Linked DNA regions of Rattus norvegicus: region 1 is linked to region 2. Evidence: chromatin contacts called from public Hi-C data. All regions are on one chromosome and are shown on one strand. Each heading gives the region's core, a stretch centred on a gene start, on an enhancer-like site or on the middle of the called end of the contact. The rest is flanking DNA. Distances are from core to core; before and after follow the strand shown. Region 1 overlaps LOC134479304 (a long non-coding RNA gene). Region 2 holds the start of Ston1 (stonin 1).

The links. Hi-C and Micro-C count contacts between places; a contact is called where the count stands out from the background.
Region 1: a contact with region 2 is called in a Hi-C map of the A7r5 cell line, with 3 times the contacts expected there. The contact joins the enhancer-like site here to the promoter of Ston1 in region 2. A contact is called at or near these places in 5 of 12 Hi-C or Micro-C datasets (the A7r5 cell line, the Rat2 cell line, Schwann cells and 2 more).

The regions. Positions count from the first base shown.
Region 1 is chr6:11,648,039-11,652,147 of GRCr8, reverse strand. LOC134479304 (a long non-coding RNA gene) reads right to left here. Exons shown (of 3, transcript XR_010052439.1): 3 at 323-543. Among named protein-coding and RNA genes, the nearest start is that of Ston1, 34 kb to the right of the region's middle. Within about 2 kb of position 2,592, at least 2 of the 93 cell types and tissues checked have an H3K27ac peak or open chromatin away from gene starts, as enhancers often do. A contact at or near this core is called in the A7r5 cell line, where this site is marked.
Region 2 is chr6:11,614,276-11,618,240 of GRCr8, reverse strand. Ston1 (stonin 1) reads left to right here and starts at 2,606. Exons shown (of 4, transcript NM_182954.2): 1 at 2,606-2,888. The region is part of intron 2 of LOC120103455 (a long non-coding RNA gene); the gene reads right to left.

The sequences.
Region 1 (4,109 bases), core at 1,343-3,842, 34 kb before region 2:
CTGCCTACCACTTCAGCCCCCTCTCAAAACTGTTCTCTCCTCCGCTCGAGATGTGGACAGAAGGAGAGAAGATTCTCACCTTTAGCAGATAGTGACTGAAGTGCTCACACGCACACACACACACACACACACACACACACACACAAACGCACACACATAGCATAAATAACAATAACAACAACAACAAAACTGACGTGCTTTGCTTTCTGGAAAACATTAAAATGAAATTTCCCATTTTTTCTTGATTATGTACTATACTCATGTTATTGAAAACTTCGGGAAACCAGGAAGCAGATCAAGAACACACATCTCTTAATAGAGATTTCATTTCTAACATTTTACTTTATTCGCAAGGCTGGGGAGATGGCTCGGTAACTAAGGGTACCTTCTGTTTTTGCAGAAAACTGAAATTCAATTCCTAGCACCCACATCAGGAAGCTCAGCACCTTGTAACGTCAGCCTCAGGGGACCTGACACCATGTTCTGGTCTCTGTGGGCATCGTGCTCATGTATACACACCCACACATAGAGACGGCATATACCCTGAAACAGGAAGATAAATAATTTAGAAATGTACTTATTCCCACTCTTATTTAAATAAACATGTTTTAATAAAAATACGTGGTTAAGGGGTTGGGGATTTAGCTCAGTGGTAGAGTGCTTGCCTAGCAAGCGCAAGGCCCTGAGTTCGGTCCCCAGCTCCGAAAAAAAAAAAAAAGAAAAAAAATGTGGTTAAGAAATTCCAGTGGGGGAAACAAAGACTGTCCGACCGTAAGGGAGGTCTATCACCTCATTAGCTGGCTCCTGATGCCTGGCAGGCTGTGCGCACTCAAGAGGCTGGCAGTGTGGAGAGCCTTCAGACACAGCTTGAGAGACGGATGAATATGTCTTGCTGTTTGCTGAATTGTCATTCGTCAGTATCACCTGCATTAAGTTGTCAGATGCAGTGCTGCTGGCTCTCAGAGCTGATAAAATCTATAAAATGGGCTTTAACAGGACGATGGTAACTTCGTTGGCAGATAACAGCCGGGCAAGCATGTGAGAGCCACCCCACCAAGGGATAGCTTGTTCTGTATACCGAGAATGTTCAGTTCTCCACACAGAGCCGCTGCTTTTTGTGAGGTGGTTAAGACACTGTTGGGTAAACCGATGTGACTTGTAACATGACTGCTTCTGATTCCTACTCCGTTGTCATGGTTAGTACCTGAAACGCCTCTCACAGGGCCGTGCTTTGGATGCAGGGCCCATCTTGTGGGCCATTTTGAAGACTGTAGGTGGTAGAAGGCCACTGGGTTATAAGCCCACCGTCTAGCCTGCTCTTTCTGCTTCCTGGACCACAGAGAAGTGGACGGCCCTGGCACATGCTCTGCTGCTGTGCTTCCCTTCCGGGACGGACTGACGTCTCTCCAAACCCGTTAGCCAAAATAAACCTTTCCTCCCTTGAGTTTTTCCTGCCAAGTATTTAGTTACTGCAAGACAGAAGTAACTAGCGTTTGCATTAAAAACAAACAAACAAACAACTTACAAACCGAAGCAACTGAGCCATAGCACAGCCTCTGCAAGCCAGTAAAACTGGAAACAACCAGCTTGAAGCCACCCAGTGAGAGCAACCAAAAGCTTTCCTCAGTTGGTCAGAAACCTTCTCTACTGTGAAAATCCTCAGGTGGACTAAGTGTTATCCCCTGTGGTTGGCTCTGGTCTTTAAAAACAGTATCTTTTAGATTTATTTACGTGATTTTACGCACATGAGGGTTAGCCTGAATTTGTGCGTGTGAGCTTGCTTGGTGCCCTGGAGATCAGAAGAGAGCTCACTCCCTGGACCCGGAGCTGTGGATGCTTGTAAGCCACCAGGTCGGTGCTGGGAACTGAACCTCTGTCCTCTAAGGGTAACAAGTGCTCCAACTGCTCAGGCATCTCTCCAGCCGTCCCCGCTCTTAAAGGCCTCAAGCCACTCCGTAACTCCAACCCGGAGAGAAACCATAGATGGAGATGATGCTGAGAAGTTATCCGAGGGTCAGGCCAGAGAGTCGTCCAGTCTGTGTACACAGAGGAAGTTTCTGTCCTCGGCCGGGAGTCCTGTCCTCAGAGGTGATCTGAGGGGGGAGGCTGTCAGCAAACAGCGCCCTCTGCCTTACATTTCTGAGCAGTTTGGTAATTAGCTCCAAGTTAGGAGGCTAGCTGGCAATTATAGCTCTGTTCTTCTAAGTCTTTGGAAGAAAAGGCAAGAGAACTTTTGGACAACTTTTCCATGAAAAGGCAGGGAAACTCAGCAGAAGCGTGGGGGAGCCCGTCAATGGAGGGGCCTCGAAAGGCAACTCCCCAATTGGAACCTCGCTGTTTATTTTGCTGGGGGCTTTAATAATCCCTGAACTCCCCAGTCCTCTCTGAAACACCAGGAGTGTAGTGGAATGGCCCAGGAGGGAGATCTCTGAGGCCCAAGAGTAGACACAGCATAATCTAGTCCACAACACAAGGCAGTCACACCCTGCTCAAATACTAAAGAGTAGTCCCCCTTGGCCTGCCTGCCTCTCTCCCTCCCGCTCCCCCACGCTCTCCTCCTCCTTGCTGGGCCCTGATTCATGGGCTTCCTTCCTTGGCGTCTCCTCCTGCGTGCTATAGGCATGCATCATTCTAACCTTTCTTAAGTTCTTTAGTCATCCCTTCAGTTGGGCTACTTGGACTATTTTCCCTTTGTGTTTTAATGTGTGTCATCGGCCCCAACAGCGGCCAGAGCTGGAGGCGGGGACCAGCGCTAGGCTCAGATTGTTGCCGTTGAGCAGTGTGTATCTTGTACACCGAAGGCAGTCAGTAAACGCTCATCAGGTACTTCACAGGCGAGGGCCATGGACCAGCTGTAGCCAGCAGCCAGCTTGGCTCAAGACAGGCAAGGAGTGTCATCCTCATGATAAAAGACTACCAGTCGATGGCTGGCTGGCATTGATGTGGTGAAGATGTGAAGATGTGGGCTTTTCAGCTCAGGAATTCCCCTCTCAAGGGTTGTTGCAGTGTAATTAAATAGGTACATGACCTGGTTCCCGAGAGTTCCCACTCCGCACGAATCTGCATGCTCTAGCTGTTTCTCTGCCAGCTGCTTTCGCACGCTGTCGCCTTGGCGAGTTGTTACCACGCCTGTTACCATCGAGTTCCGAGGATCCTGCTAGCGTAGCCCCACGCCATGCTAGCCCCAAGCATTCTATAGCCTGGTATGACTTCCTGTCACAGACTCTGCTCACACTCCCAACAACCCAGTTAAGTTGTCACTCAACAAACGGGGACCCAACAACCAGATTTGTATGTTAAATGCTCAACGTACAATACATCCACTCGATTAACTTACAACCAATTGATAAGGATATAAACCACCCACCTAGATAAGATATAATTTGTTCGTCTAGACACACAAAATCCTGTACACATCCATCCCTTAAGAATAGTCATAACAACCTGTAAATGTGCAGAGAGGAATCTTAACATCTGCCTCCTTGCTCTCTCAGCTGCTCCCTCTCCTCTCACTGGTCTCCTCCTCTCTAAAACTTTACTCCCTCCCATCCTTCTTGTCCAATGACAAGCCTCTTCTATCCTGTACCTGCCTTCACCTGCATAATGACATCAATCTACAGAGTGTACTTGAATTCCCTCAGAAAAGGACTTAGAAAAGCTACTTAGCTCGTGTCAGAATGTATCATGCATGTGAAATGTCTGTGCTCGGGTTTGTTTGTTTTTTTTTTTTAAATAGTTTCCCCCAAAGCCATCCCATTGTCTTGAATGGTTCTTGTCATTTAGAGACTATTGCTGTAAAGTTTGAGAGAGAAATAATGGCCTCATTAAACATTTGAGGCCAAACCTTGCCCTCCTCATGAAGGTATGTTGATCCTAGTAGCTTTAGCTGACTAATTTTGTTGTGTCTACCAACAGAAACTTTGGAGATCTCCTCGTAATACTGAATCCTGAATGCTTTGACTCCTGGTGATTGGACAGGCCACTTCTATATCTTTTCCATCTAATAGGTTTTCCAAGGTCACAAAGACAATAGCAGAGAAGGTGTTTAAAACAGAACCCCACTGCTGTGTGAGTTCAGGGACCTCCATGAAAGTTCTCAGTGGTTTCCA
Region 2 (3,965 bases), core at 1,357-3,856:
AACTCATCTAAATAGCATTAGTTCATGAAAGTTTGTCTTCATGTTGATCTGCAGGAAATGTGCCCAATAGGGTGGGCTATCACCCTGGAAGTAATCACACCAGGCAGTAAGGGTTTCCCAGGAAAGCAGGAATGTGGTAATAACAAACATGAGAAAGTACACCAGTAGCGAGAAGCAATCTTGGGACTAAGTGTCTGGGACCGTGCCTCTCCGGAGCACACCCATCACAGCTGAACAGGACAGTGGGCCTTCTCCAGGGAACCTGCCTGCCCAGTGCAGCTCTCTTTGCATGGCCTCCACCCAGCACCCACATTTATGGTGGGTCTTTCTTCTTCAGTGAAAACTTCCTAGAAATACTCTTGTAGCACATCAAGAGGTGTGTGTGCTTCCATGAAGATTATAAGCCCAGTTAAGTTGATAATGAAGACAGCAAGCTGGACTTTTGCTCTCCCATCCCTCCTCCTCTCTGTCTCTTCTTTTACATAATCCACTCCTAAGTGTACTGCATTACCTATTCGCCCCCAGAGGCCCTATCTCCAAACACTATCACGTTGAAATTAGAGTTTCAATGGATACTGATCTATGGATTTTGTGGGTACGCAAACATTAGGCCAACAACAAAGAAACAGCCCTGAGGGGAATTCAAGCTCCAACATGGAAACTGCACCTTCATAACCAGAGGTAGGACACGGTCCTGAGTGAGGCCGAGCAGAGACTGTTATAGATAGGACTTCTATCAATCCGGCTAATACTTCTCCAGCCTCCTCCAGAGCTCCTTACCTTCCTCCTCACTAGAAGAACGGGTGTGTTCTACAGACTAAGGGCTGAGGGGAAACAGGGAGAGAGTAACAAATAGTAACAGATAGTAACAAATAGTAACAAATAGCAACAGATAGTAACAAATAGTAACAGATAGTAACAAATAGTAACAAATAGCAACAGATAGTAACAAATAGTAACAGATAGTAACAAAGCTTCTTACTATGAGGCAATGAGGTGAGGTCAAACTCACTTGTTTGCTCGTTCATCTCAGGCTATACAGGTTAACCCAGTGAGCTCACTGTGTAGTGCAGGGTGGCCTTGGGCTTAGGACACTCCTGCCTCAGGCTCCTAGGGTCTGAGCCTCCATGCTGGGCTTGGGAAGTAAATGTACATGTCACCATTGGGCAGATGAGAAACTGAGGCTCTGGGCTTCCACTTTTCAAGTTTCTGTAGTGTGTATGATAGTGGTGAATACCTGTTCAAATGTCAGGACACAAGACATAAAAATGCACAGTTGAGGGTACAACTCTGGTGGAGCTCATGCCTAGCACAGGTAGGGTTGTGATTTCTACCCCCAGCATCGGGACACATCAAGATACCAATACAACAGCAAACAGACAGCTCCCCCCTCCCCCGCCCCAAACAATACAATTTAAAATCATAGTGCCCTACCCAGCTCCAAAGTTGAGTTCCTGTGAAGACCCTTCCGGGGGTGGTTTGGTTTGCTATCTGCTCACATGTGAGGGGAAGTAGGGATTGTAACCAGAAGCAAGGGAAAGAGTATCAACTCAACTGCCCTCAGCCCAGTGTTGACTTGTGCAGCCCAGGCTGGACTCCACAAAGTGGGAGTGGGTGGTCCACAGGAGCGTGAAATGGTTACATACGGGCTTTCTCAGAGTCAGCTCCTGCTCTCCCTTGGAGCCCAGGGCCAGGTCTCCAGAGCTGGTGGATACACAGTCTTTAGGTAGCCCTGAGTTTTCTCAGGCAGACATTCTGAGCCAGGGTGGGGGTGGTGGCTGAGGGTGAGGGGTGGTAGGGTAGGGGTGGGGAGGGTAGGGGGTTGTCATCCTAAAACGAGGACGAAAATTTAAACACTGTTCCCAATTGCTCAGGTTTCCATGGGCACAATTGATGGGACTCTTTTAGAAGCAGGCTTTGGACTCGGTAAGAGTCTGGTCAGAGAGCATCTGTCACTACTCTCAGAACCAAGGAAGGGGACAGATAAGGAAACACGCTTCAGCCGGTAGGAAAAGTGAAGGTTAATTGCCACAAGGGAGGGGTGGGTTGGGAATGGAGCTGGTAATTTTCGAAGGTGCTGGGAGACTGTGCTGTGGTTTAATATTGTGCAAATGGTATTTCCTGTCACATGAGTAAAATACGCATGTTTGTGATCAAATAGTATGGAGTGCACAGCATATGTGCTAATACTACGGTTCGTGCAGACTTGGCCTCCGAGTGACCTAGATGGGGGTGAGGCATGCTCCTTTTTGTTTTTGTCTCAAACTCTTCAAGGGAAAACTTTCGTGGGACTGATCACCACACTATCACAGCAAATGTTTTGGGGGGGAATTCTTCGTGATGCCCTCAAGGTGGGCTTGGCTTCCCTAGTACCAACCCTGTAACAGCAGCTAGTGAGGGTCCCAGGCCTTCCAGAGAACACACCCAGAGACTTCACAAAGGCAGCCAGCGTCCATCTGGTTACAAAGTTGCTTTGGAGGAGTTTGGCATGCAGGAATCCGAGAATTCCTTATTTGGGAGAGCAGCCAATGAAACCACAGAGATATTGACCTCAAGACATTCTTTCTCTAGATTATTCAGCACTGTTGCAGAGCAAAAAGCCAGAGCCAGAGATGTTCAGCCTCGGTAAAAGCCCAGAGGCTGGAGCGGGAGTCTGCCTGACCGTGACTATGGGGTCCAGCTGACAGCTTCCAGGGACAGCTTCAGCATCAGTCCCTCAACTTCTGGCACATTCAGAGGAGCAAGATATTAGGGTCCATGTGAAATGAGGCCGTTCCTCTCCACAGACCGGCAATGATGTGGAGACAAAGCCTTAGCCACAAGTGGTCTGGAATGTTACTTTGCCAGCTAAAGGCCACCAGTCGGATTTCAACAATCTGCAGGAGATGGTAGGACTCTGTATGTTCCTTTATGGAAAGGTTTCTGAAGAAAAGTCAAGGAAAAGGAAGGTAGGCCAGAAGGCCTGAGAGCAAAGAACAGCTGAATCGAGGGAGCCCAGGGCAGTGGGGAGGGGAAGGAAGGGGAGCAAGACAGAGTTTGGGCAATTGGTGCACCAAGACTGCTCCAAAGGCAAGCAGGTCAGCCTGAGTTAATAGAGCTCGTGACAGAAGGGAGCCTAGCCTGATGTGGCTGGCCTTTGTTCTTGCTCACTCTAGGGGTCGTGGTCGGGTCGGGGTCGGGGTCAGAAGCGGGGTCAGGGTCAGAAGCGGGGTCAGGGGTCTCCCCGGGAGTTTCTTTTCTAAAGTCTATTGGTCTAAGAGCATATGTGGTAAGCAAGAAACAACTCCTTCTAGGCTCATCTTCTTTTAGTTCCTGGCTCTAGGGAAGGATCTCTGCCGCTGGGAGCTGTTTCCCTGAGGAAGGGTGTGGTAGTGACTGCACACCCTGCCAGGAGGTCAAGGGGATCTTGGGAGTATTGGACTTTGGCATCAAACAGACCTGGTCTCAGCCAGGTTCTGCCTCTTGCAAGCTGGGTGACTTCTGGCAAGTAGCTTAACCTCTCTGATCCTCTGAAGCTCTGGGTGTTAAATGAGACACTTGTGCTGCTGTTAGACCAGCATTGTTGGTAAATGTTTTGTTAGTCAAACAGAATACTCGCACTTTCTTACTAACACTAAAATTCAGGGAGCAGGAGGGGAGACACTACACAGAGCCTTACTTTAGAAAAAGGAGAGCCTTACTTTAGAAAAAGAAGAAAAGTCCACTTGAGGTTACTTTATCAACAATGTGTGGAATTCTGTATTTCTGCCAAATTTTTGTAGGTAAAGTAGACACGATCCCTGCTTGAAAAAGCTTCCGACTGAAAGAATAGATGGTGTTTTCCCATGACTTGCAAGTTTCTACCCTGGGATACTCTCTGAGATGATATTTTATAGCACAGCTTCTTACGTGCACAGTGATGTTATTATGGAAGGCAGGGTATTGTTGCTTTTATCTTGTGTGTGGGTTGTATGTATGGTGTATGT